Linked DNA regions of Mus musculus: region 2 is linked to region 1. The links are chromatin contacts, called in public HiChIP or PLAC-seq maps. All regions are on one chromosome and are shown on one strand. The core of a region is the stretch at or near the end of the contact, and the rest is flanking DNA. Distances in the headings are between cores, read along the strand shown. Region 1 overlaps Sema3d (sema domain, immunoglobulin domain (Ig), short basic domain, secreted, (semaphorin) 3D). Region 2 has its middle 270 kb from the start of Gm52804.

The links. HiChIP or PLAC-seq counts read pairs in DNA pulled down with a chosen protein or histone mark.
Region 2: a contact with region 1 is called in a RAD21 HiChIP or PLAC-seq map of pro-B cells, with 4 times the contacts expected there. The contact joins two enhancer-like sites. A contact is called at or near these places in 1 of 15 datasets of contacts at CTCF or cohesin (pro-B cells), 8 of 484 Hi-C or Micro-C datasets (the C10 cell line, the G1E-ER4 cell line, adipose-derived mesenchymal stem cells and 3 more), 5 of 115 datasets of contacts at active chromatin or transcription factors (all in embryonic stem cells) and 1 of 9 other capture datasets (embryonic stem cells).

The regions. Positions count from the first base shown.
Region 1 is chr5:12,563,452-12,567,093 of GRCm38.p6, reverse strand. Sema3d (sema domain, immunoglobulin domain (Ig), short basic domain, secreted, (semaphorin) 3D) reads right to left here. Exons shown (of 18, transcript NM_028882.4): 13 at 1,061-1,149. Among named protein-coding and RNA genes, the nearest start is that of Sema3d, 180 kb to the right of the region's middle. Within about 2 kb of position 2,058, at least 2 of the 459 cell types and tissues checked have an H3K27ac peak or open chromatin away from gene starts, as enhancers often do. A contact at or near this core is called in pro-B cells, where this site is marked.
Region 2 is chr5:12,875,946-12,879,688 of GRCm38.p6, reverse strand. No RefSeq gene overlaps it. Among named protein-coding and RNA genes, the nearest start is that of Gm52804, 270 kb to the left of the region's middle. Within about 2 kb of position 1,933, at least 26 of the 459 cell types and tissues checked have an H3K27ac peak or open chromatin away from gene starts, as enhancers often do. A contact at or near this core is called in pro-B cells, where this site is marked.

The DNA.
Region 1 (3,642 bases), core at 809-3,308:
ATGGGTTGATGGGTTGGTCAATGAGTAGATGAGAGGAAGAGGAAGAGGAGGAGGAGAATAAAAGTCAGAACCAACTGAGATAACAGTCACAGGTCAAACAGTCCATCCTTGGCACCAAGACTCATGGGAGACTGTCTGTCCTCATGCACTTCTGTGTGTGACACAAAAAATCTTGAAGCCTCTGCTTCCTCCACCCTTCCATTTGACATCATCTTTTCCCTTAGGAACCACCCAAGATTCTGTTTTTACAGAGGCCAAATAGCTGGTCTTGTTCTTGTTAACTTCTTGACCACTATTATCATCACAATGTAAACAGGAACCTGCAAGCCCAGCATGATAATGACACTTTAGCCCTTCCCAGCTGAGGACTCCACTCTCCAGGAAATGCATGTTTACATGGAGACAGTTTTTAATAAACCCTTTTAACAAAACAAAAACATAAGGGAACGCAGTTTCTAAGAAATATAACCTTATGTCTAGTGTCTTACTTTTCAGGAAATAATTCTAAATACCACAGAGTAGATGCAAAGAATGCCACACAAAAATATATTTACTGTTAAAAGCAGAATTTAAAACAAATAACTCTTTCTCCAGGCCTACTAACTCCCTTTGAGAGGACTGTAGCATGTATAACTTGCTATCATTAATTCTTTTTCTTCGTTTCATTTCATTAACGCTGGGCTCCTATACATGATTCATAAGCTTTTCCAGTTTTCTCCAATTCATTTGGGGAAAAAAATCCAAGCAACACTCATACAGCAGAAAAGCATCCAGGCATTAAGAGATTCCAAGCTATGCTTCAGTGTGGCAATTTGACTGACCATATCCTTGGGTGATGCAGCAAGAAGAGGCAAACCTGGCAGCTCCTGCCAATGGTTCACAGCACCGGAAGTGAGTGCCTTTCCCACTCGGATATGGCCTTCTTTGCTTAGGCCAGAGGAACCATTGAAGCTCATTTCAGCGACTTCCCCAGGAAAAGCAGAGAAAAGACAAGAAGCCCCATGAGCAACAGTGGGACAGCGAGCTCGCGCTCTGTCTGGGGCCCAGCGCCCCTTCTCACCTTGAATACCTGAAGCTCCTCCAGTACGACCTCTTCCATATTCCACTTCTCCTTGGAGATGCTCACAACTTTCAGGACTGTTCCAATGTCTGAAAAAAAAAATGACCCATAACCCCACTGCTTTCACTTCAATATTTAGTTGAATGCATATTTCTGGAAATTTCCCCACTTTTAATGTATCTGGTCAAATAAATTAGTGAGAAATGAAGACTACTTATATGATGTTGCCCTTCCAAAATAGACACTTACATATAAAGAGACTAAAAGATTATATTAAAAATACTTTTAACTACATATATATGGCTAATTTAAATATTGATTAAAATAACCGAGGTGAAATAAATGTATTTTTATTTTTGAATGGGAAACTATGCTAAAATTATATATATAATTTATGATATACATATGATATATATTCCCTGCCATAAGATTTCCCTGCAATACTAAGATTTACCTAGTAATTATATCTGATTTATTATAACAGTAGTATATATAGTCTTTTTTAAAATGTTAACAATTGCCCAGCAAACACTGACAATCTTTCCTTGAAGAAACTAACCCTAAGTTCAGATAATGATTGTTAACGAGATAAAAATTAAAATTTATTCAAATGACTTCAGTTCAAACTCAAAAGAAAATACAAGTTTAATGATGTGCAACAAAAGTTATGCTTAGGAAAGATATCTTAAATTTTGTTATAGTGAGTACAGTGTGAGTGTGTAGCATTCGAGCATAGAAAGATAATAAAAACACACTAGAAAAAACTAAAATGGATCTGTCAATCTGCAATTAATCCATTGAAAATACATCTTTAGATTTCAGCAGTAGGCCTGGAGAATAGGGACAGATAGTGATACCACTATATGTAGAAAATGCCTAGATTATTTAATTTTTAAAAATCACTCTAGGATGTTCAAAACTGTTAAATACATTTTACAGTACAAAACTTTTAAAATAATCATATTTTTCTGAGGAAAGGTTAGGCAGTACCACCTAGTGGCTGAGGGCTGCCTATGATAGTGAGCTGTTACCAGCCTGTGGCTGAGGGCTGCCTACGATAGAGAACTGTTACCAGCCTGTGAGTGAGCTTTGCCTGGACAGAACAATTAAATTTAGCTCATGAGAGTTAATAGGAGACTAATTAAAGTCCTGACCCTTAGGTAGTCATTGCTGCATTCTCAGAAATGGAACATCTCTTAGATTATCTGTTTTGCACTTGCCCTCTATGATATCATTAGGCCTCACAGGAGCTGTTTACTGGCCCTAGGAGTTACTACATGGTCCTTCTCATAATAAGCCTAAATTTGCAGAACCGTGATAGTGCTTAAGGGCTAAATAATTCTAAAATCATTTTATATTCTAAAGAACCTGTTCCAATAAAATAACAACTAAAACTCCTCAAAGAACACATATACTATAGGATGAAGTCCTAAGGGTACACGTTGTCTTTTCTGTCCCAGAACACTGTTGTTGCATAACATTTTTCTTAATTTAGAAATCACCAAATATGCAACATTATTTATGTAAAATGTATGTGCATATATGTATGCATATATGTGTCTCTCTATTTACACATATGTATATATATATATATATTCCTTATCATTTAAAAGCATATAATATACAATTTAAAAATGTTGGCAAACTATTAGCTGATGTTTATTTGTATCATGTGTGTGTGTGACACACACACACAAACACACACATATATATATATATATGTGTGTGTGTGTATATATATATACATATCAATATGTATCTATTGGCAGATAGACAAACAGTCAGATATAGAGACAGACCGACAGATAGGTCCATTACTATTCCTTAGGATAGTCTTGGACTTGTGATTTTCCTCTTTAGCCTAAAATTATAGGTTTTCATTATCACACTTGACCAAAAACATGTTATTTTGATCATATTTTAATTACAAAGTTGACACACAATAAACTGTATTAATAAGAATCCAACAAGTTAATTTTTAAAATAATTTATTTATATTTATTTTATGTGCATGAGTGTTTTGGTTGTATGTATGCATACATGAGGGTGCCAGATCTGGAGGTACAGACAGTTGTGAGCTGCTATGGTCATGCTGAGAATTGAATACAGGTCCTCTGGAAGAGGAGTTAGTGCTCTTAAGTGCTGAGTCATCTCTCCAGTCTCCACAAAATTAACTTTAATCTTCAAAATTCATGGACAAGAAAGTAAACTTCCAAGAAGTTTTATTTGAAAGCATTTACCAAGTAATGCTTAATGATTCTAAGAACTGTCTGTAGGCTAACAAGTCTCTGATTTCCAGGCTAGTGAACGGAGAATTATGGATAGAATTTCCCAGCATCCGGTTGTAGCAACAACAGGTAAACATGGAGACACAGCCTCACCTTACTTACTTTTATTCCTCCATGATTAGACAGATACGTTTTGAGCAACTAGTCTGGAACAGTGTGAAAAACATCGACAATATATGCATTTTAAAACTTCAGTGTGGATGGCAGACATTGCTGATCATTATTTAAATGTACCACCTATACAAGTTCAGGAAAAGCTGGCAAGGTATTACTTAATATTTATTTGACTTTGGA
Region 2 (3,743 bases), core at 684-3,183, 310 kb before region 1:
CCAAAAACTTGTCTGCATCTCAGGAATGTAGTGTTATTTTATCCCAATGGAGAAGAATGATTTTTTTTTTGCCTTATTTATGGCTGGCACTTTTATGTTTTTTGACTTACATAATCACTCTCTCACCATGATACCATTTACATTTCCTGAGAAAGGTTGAGATAATTTACTATTGATGGGAAAGTCATTAACTCTTACTGATGCGAAGAATCAGACTCATGACTCCTGTTAGTGTTAATTTTACTGAACAATAATGTAGAAATCAGGACTTGCATAAAAATCATCTGCAGTCTATTTCAAACTTTAACAGTGCTCACATGTATTCATATATTCAATTATTAACTTGCACAACAGGATGGAAGTTACAAATTTGAGCAAAATATACAAAACATACTCTATTTTTGATGCTAAGTGCTCACTTGGACCAAGAAGGGTACAGGGTGATGGTTTAGCTAACATATTATGAGGAGCGTGCCAATCCGCCTTAGAATCTACACATACATTTAAAAAGACAGTGAGTTATAAAAGTTGAGCCATTGGAGAACTTACCTCTAGGTAGAGTAGTAATATCATTCTGACCTATAGTGTTAGGCTTTCCACTTGTCACGATGATGGTAATGCAAGCCGGAAATAAAATTGAGCACCTGGAGATCATTCTTCTCCCTGTTTCATTGTCTAAGCCACGCAGCCTATTGTGCTGAAGTTTAGATATGCCAGTGATTCTCTTACTATCACTTCAGTCACTGTCACAAACTCACAAAAGAGATTTTCAACACTTGAAACTCTTTCTCTGGCCAGACACCCCAAAAATACAGCATCCTCTGAAATGTCCGACACAAGCACCTCCTTGAAAGATTTACCCATCACCTTCCAAGAGAACTCCAACAGGTTAAACTTCTAATATCCTCAATCCGATCTCTTTTCAAATATCTTGAGGGAACCTGAGAGTGTAAGGGTCAAGCCTACATCTGATTTTAATTATAGGACACTGTATTGGGATACCTCAGGGACCTTTTTTCTTCAAGTTACAGCATATGTTATTCTTAAAGGTGGAAAGGCTATTTTCTGCCTCCATACCACAGAAAACGCACTCTTGCAACATGTTGATTGTTTGATGTTTTTATTGTGGATGAACTACTAAGGAAAAATTTCTGTAAGGAAAACTTTATTTTAGTGTCATAATGTCTTTAAATGGTAAAATAATTAGCAAATGGTTGACTTACACTAAGCCTTCAAAGACAAAGAGATCATGTCTTTAGTTTTTAAAAAGAGCAATACAGCCGTTCCATTTTCTATTAAGAAATGTTGATGAAAGTAAACTTTAATTCTTGGGCACAGAAGAAAAATCGCTCAGATGCATATGTATAAATATATATGCACATATTTGTACTGCAGTAGGGGAATATATGAGCTCTAGATGAAGGTCTCCTCTTGAAATAAGTTGTATATGCATCTGAGTGACTTTATTGTTTAGGATCTATTTGGATACCCAGTTCAAGCCACAAAGCACTAATCACTAAAGCTAACCTCTTGGTAGAGTAATAATACCATGCTGCCCTATGCAGCCAGCCTTTTCACTTGCCACAATGATGTTTCTTAATGTAAGGTGGAAATGAAACAGAATCTGGTGCATATTTTTGTTGTTCTTATTGCTTCTATGCAGTACAGCATATTGTACTGATATTTACTTGTCTCCCCCTGAGAAGAAAAGGGGGTCAAAAGCGGGCCACTGACATACCGTTCCGAGAACAACCACAGAATGTTCCAGACCTAAGTCATCGCCAGATGTCCTGACCACACCCTGATACCACCAAGTTCCTGCTTCCCCGTGTAGCTGCCAAAAGAAAAATTTCTATTGCCCCACCCCTCCCACTGATAAATACTTCCCCTTTTGCTTGTGCAATTCTACTGCCCCACCCCTCCTACTGAAAGGCACTTCCCCTTTTGCTTGTACATTTAAGCCTTGGGCCTTGCTCAATACATTGGGACCTTGATGTTACTCAGACTGCTTCCATGTGTCATTCATTACACAAGGTTCTTGTCTCTCTCTACCCCCCCCCCCATTTGGTTCTTAGGAGAAGGTCCCCTCGAGACCCTCAAATAACTGGACCTGCTGGACGGGTCACTAACAGACTGAATACATAAACAGGATTCAGAATTTTGCTGCATTCAGGAAACCCACCTCAGTGACAAAGACAGACACTACCTCAGAGAGAAAACTTGGAAAACAATTATTCAAGCAAATAGTCCAAAGAAACAAGCTGGAGTAGCCATTTTAATATCGAATAAAATCGACTTTCATCCAAAAGTTGTCAGAAAGGATAGGGAAAGACACTTCATACTTGTCAAAGGAAAAATCTACCAAAGTTAACTCTCAATTCAGAACAACTATGCTCCAAATTCAAGGGTAACCACATTCATAAAAGAAACTTTACCAAAGCTCAAAACACACATCACACCTCGCACAATAATAGTGGGAGACTTCAATACTCTACTCTCAGCAATGGACAGATCACGAAAACAGAAACTAAATTGAGACACAGTGAAACTAAGAGAAGTTATGAACCAAATGGATCTAACAGATATTTATGAAACATTTCATTTTAAAGAAAAATAATATACATTCTTCTCAGCACCTTATGTACCTTCTCCAAAATTGGCCATATAATTGGTCACATAAAAGGCCTCAAAAGAAACAAGAAGACTGAAATAATCCCATGCACCCTATCAAATCACCACAGACTTAGACTGGTCTTGAATTAGAAAAATCAAACAAACAAACCTGAAAACACACATACAAATGGAAGCTTAACAATGTTCTACTCAATGATAACTTGGTCTAGGAAGAAATTAAAGACTTTTTAGAATATAATAAAAATGAAGACACATCTTACCAAAACTTTTGGGGCACAATGAAAGCAGTGGTAAGAGGAAAATTCACAGCTCTAAGTGCCTCCAAAAAGAAACTGGAGAAAGCATTAACTAGCAGCTTGACAGCAAACCTGAAAGTGCTAGAACAAAAAGAAGCAAATACACTCAAGGGAGGAGATGGCAGGAAATAATCAAACTCAGGGCCGAAATCAACCAAATGGAAACAAAAGAACTATAATAATAACAAAATAATAATAATAATAATAATAATAATAATAATAATAATAATAATAAAACAACCAGGAGCTGGTTCTTTGAGAAAATCAGCAATATAGATAAACCCTTAGCCAAACTAACCAGAGGGCACAAAGTAAGTATCTGAATTAATAAAATCAGAAATGAAAAGGGAGACATAACAAGAGAAACCATGATATTTAAAAAAAATCATCATGGGCTGGTGAGATGGCTCAGTGGGTAAGAGCATCCGACTGCTCTTCCGAAGGTCCAGAGTTCAAATCCCAGCAACCACATGGTGGCTCACAACCATCCGTAACGAGATCTGACTCCCTCTTCTGGAGTGTCTGAAGACAGCTACAGTATACTTACATATAATAAATAAATCTTTTAAAAAAATCATCATATCTTACTACAAAGTTTATATTCAAGTAAATTGAAAAATCTGGATTAAGTGGACAATTTTCTCAACACATGCAAGGTGCCAAAGTAAAAACAGGATCAGATAAACCATCTAAACAGTCCCATACCCATAAAGAAATATAAGCAATCATTAATAGTATTCCAAACAAAAAAGCCCAGGACCAGATGGGTTTAGTGGAGAATTCTATCAGACCTTTAAAGAAGACCTAATACCA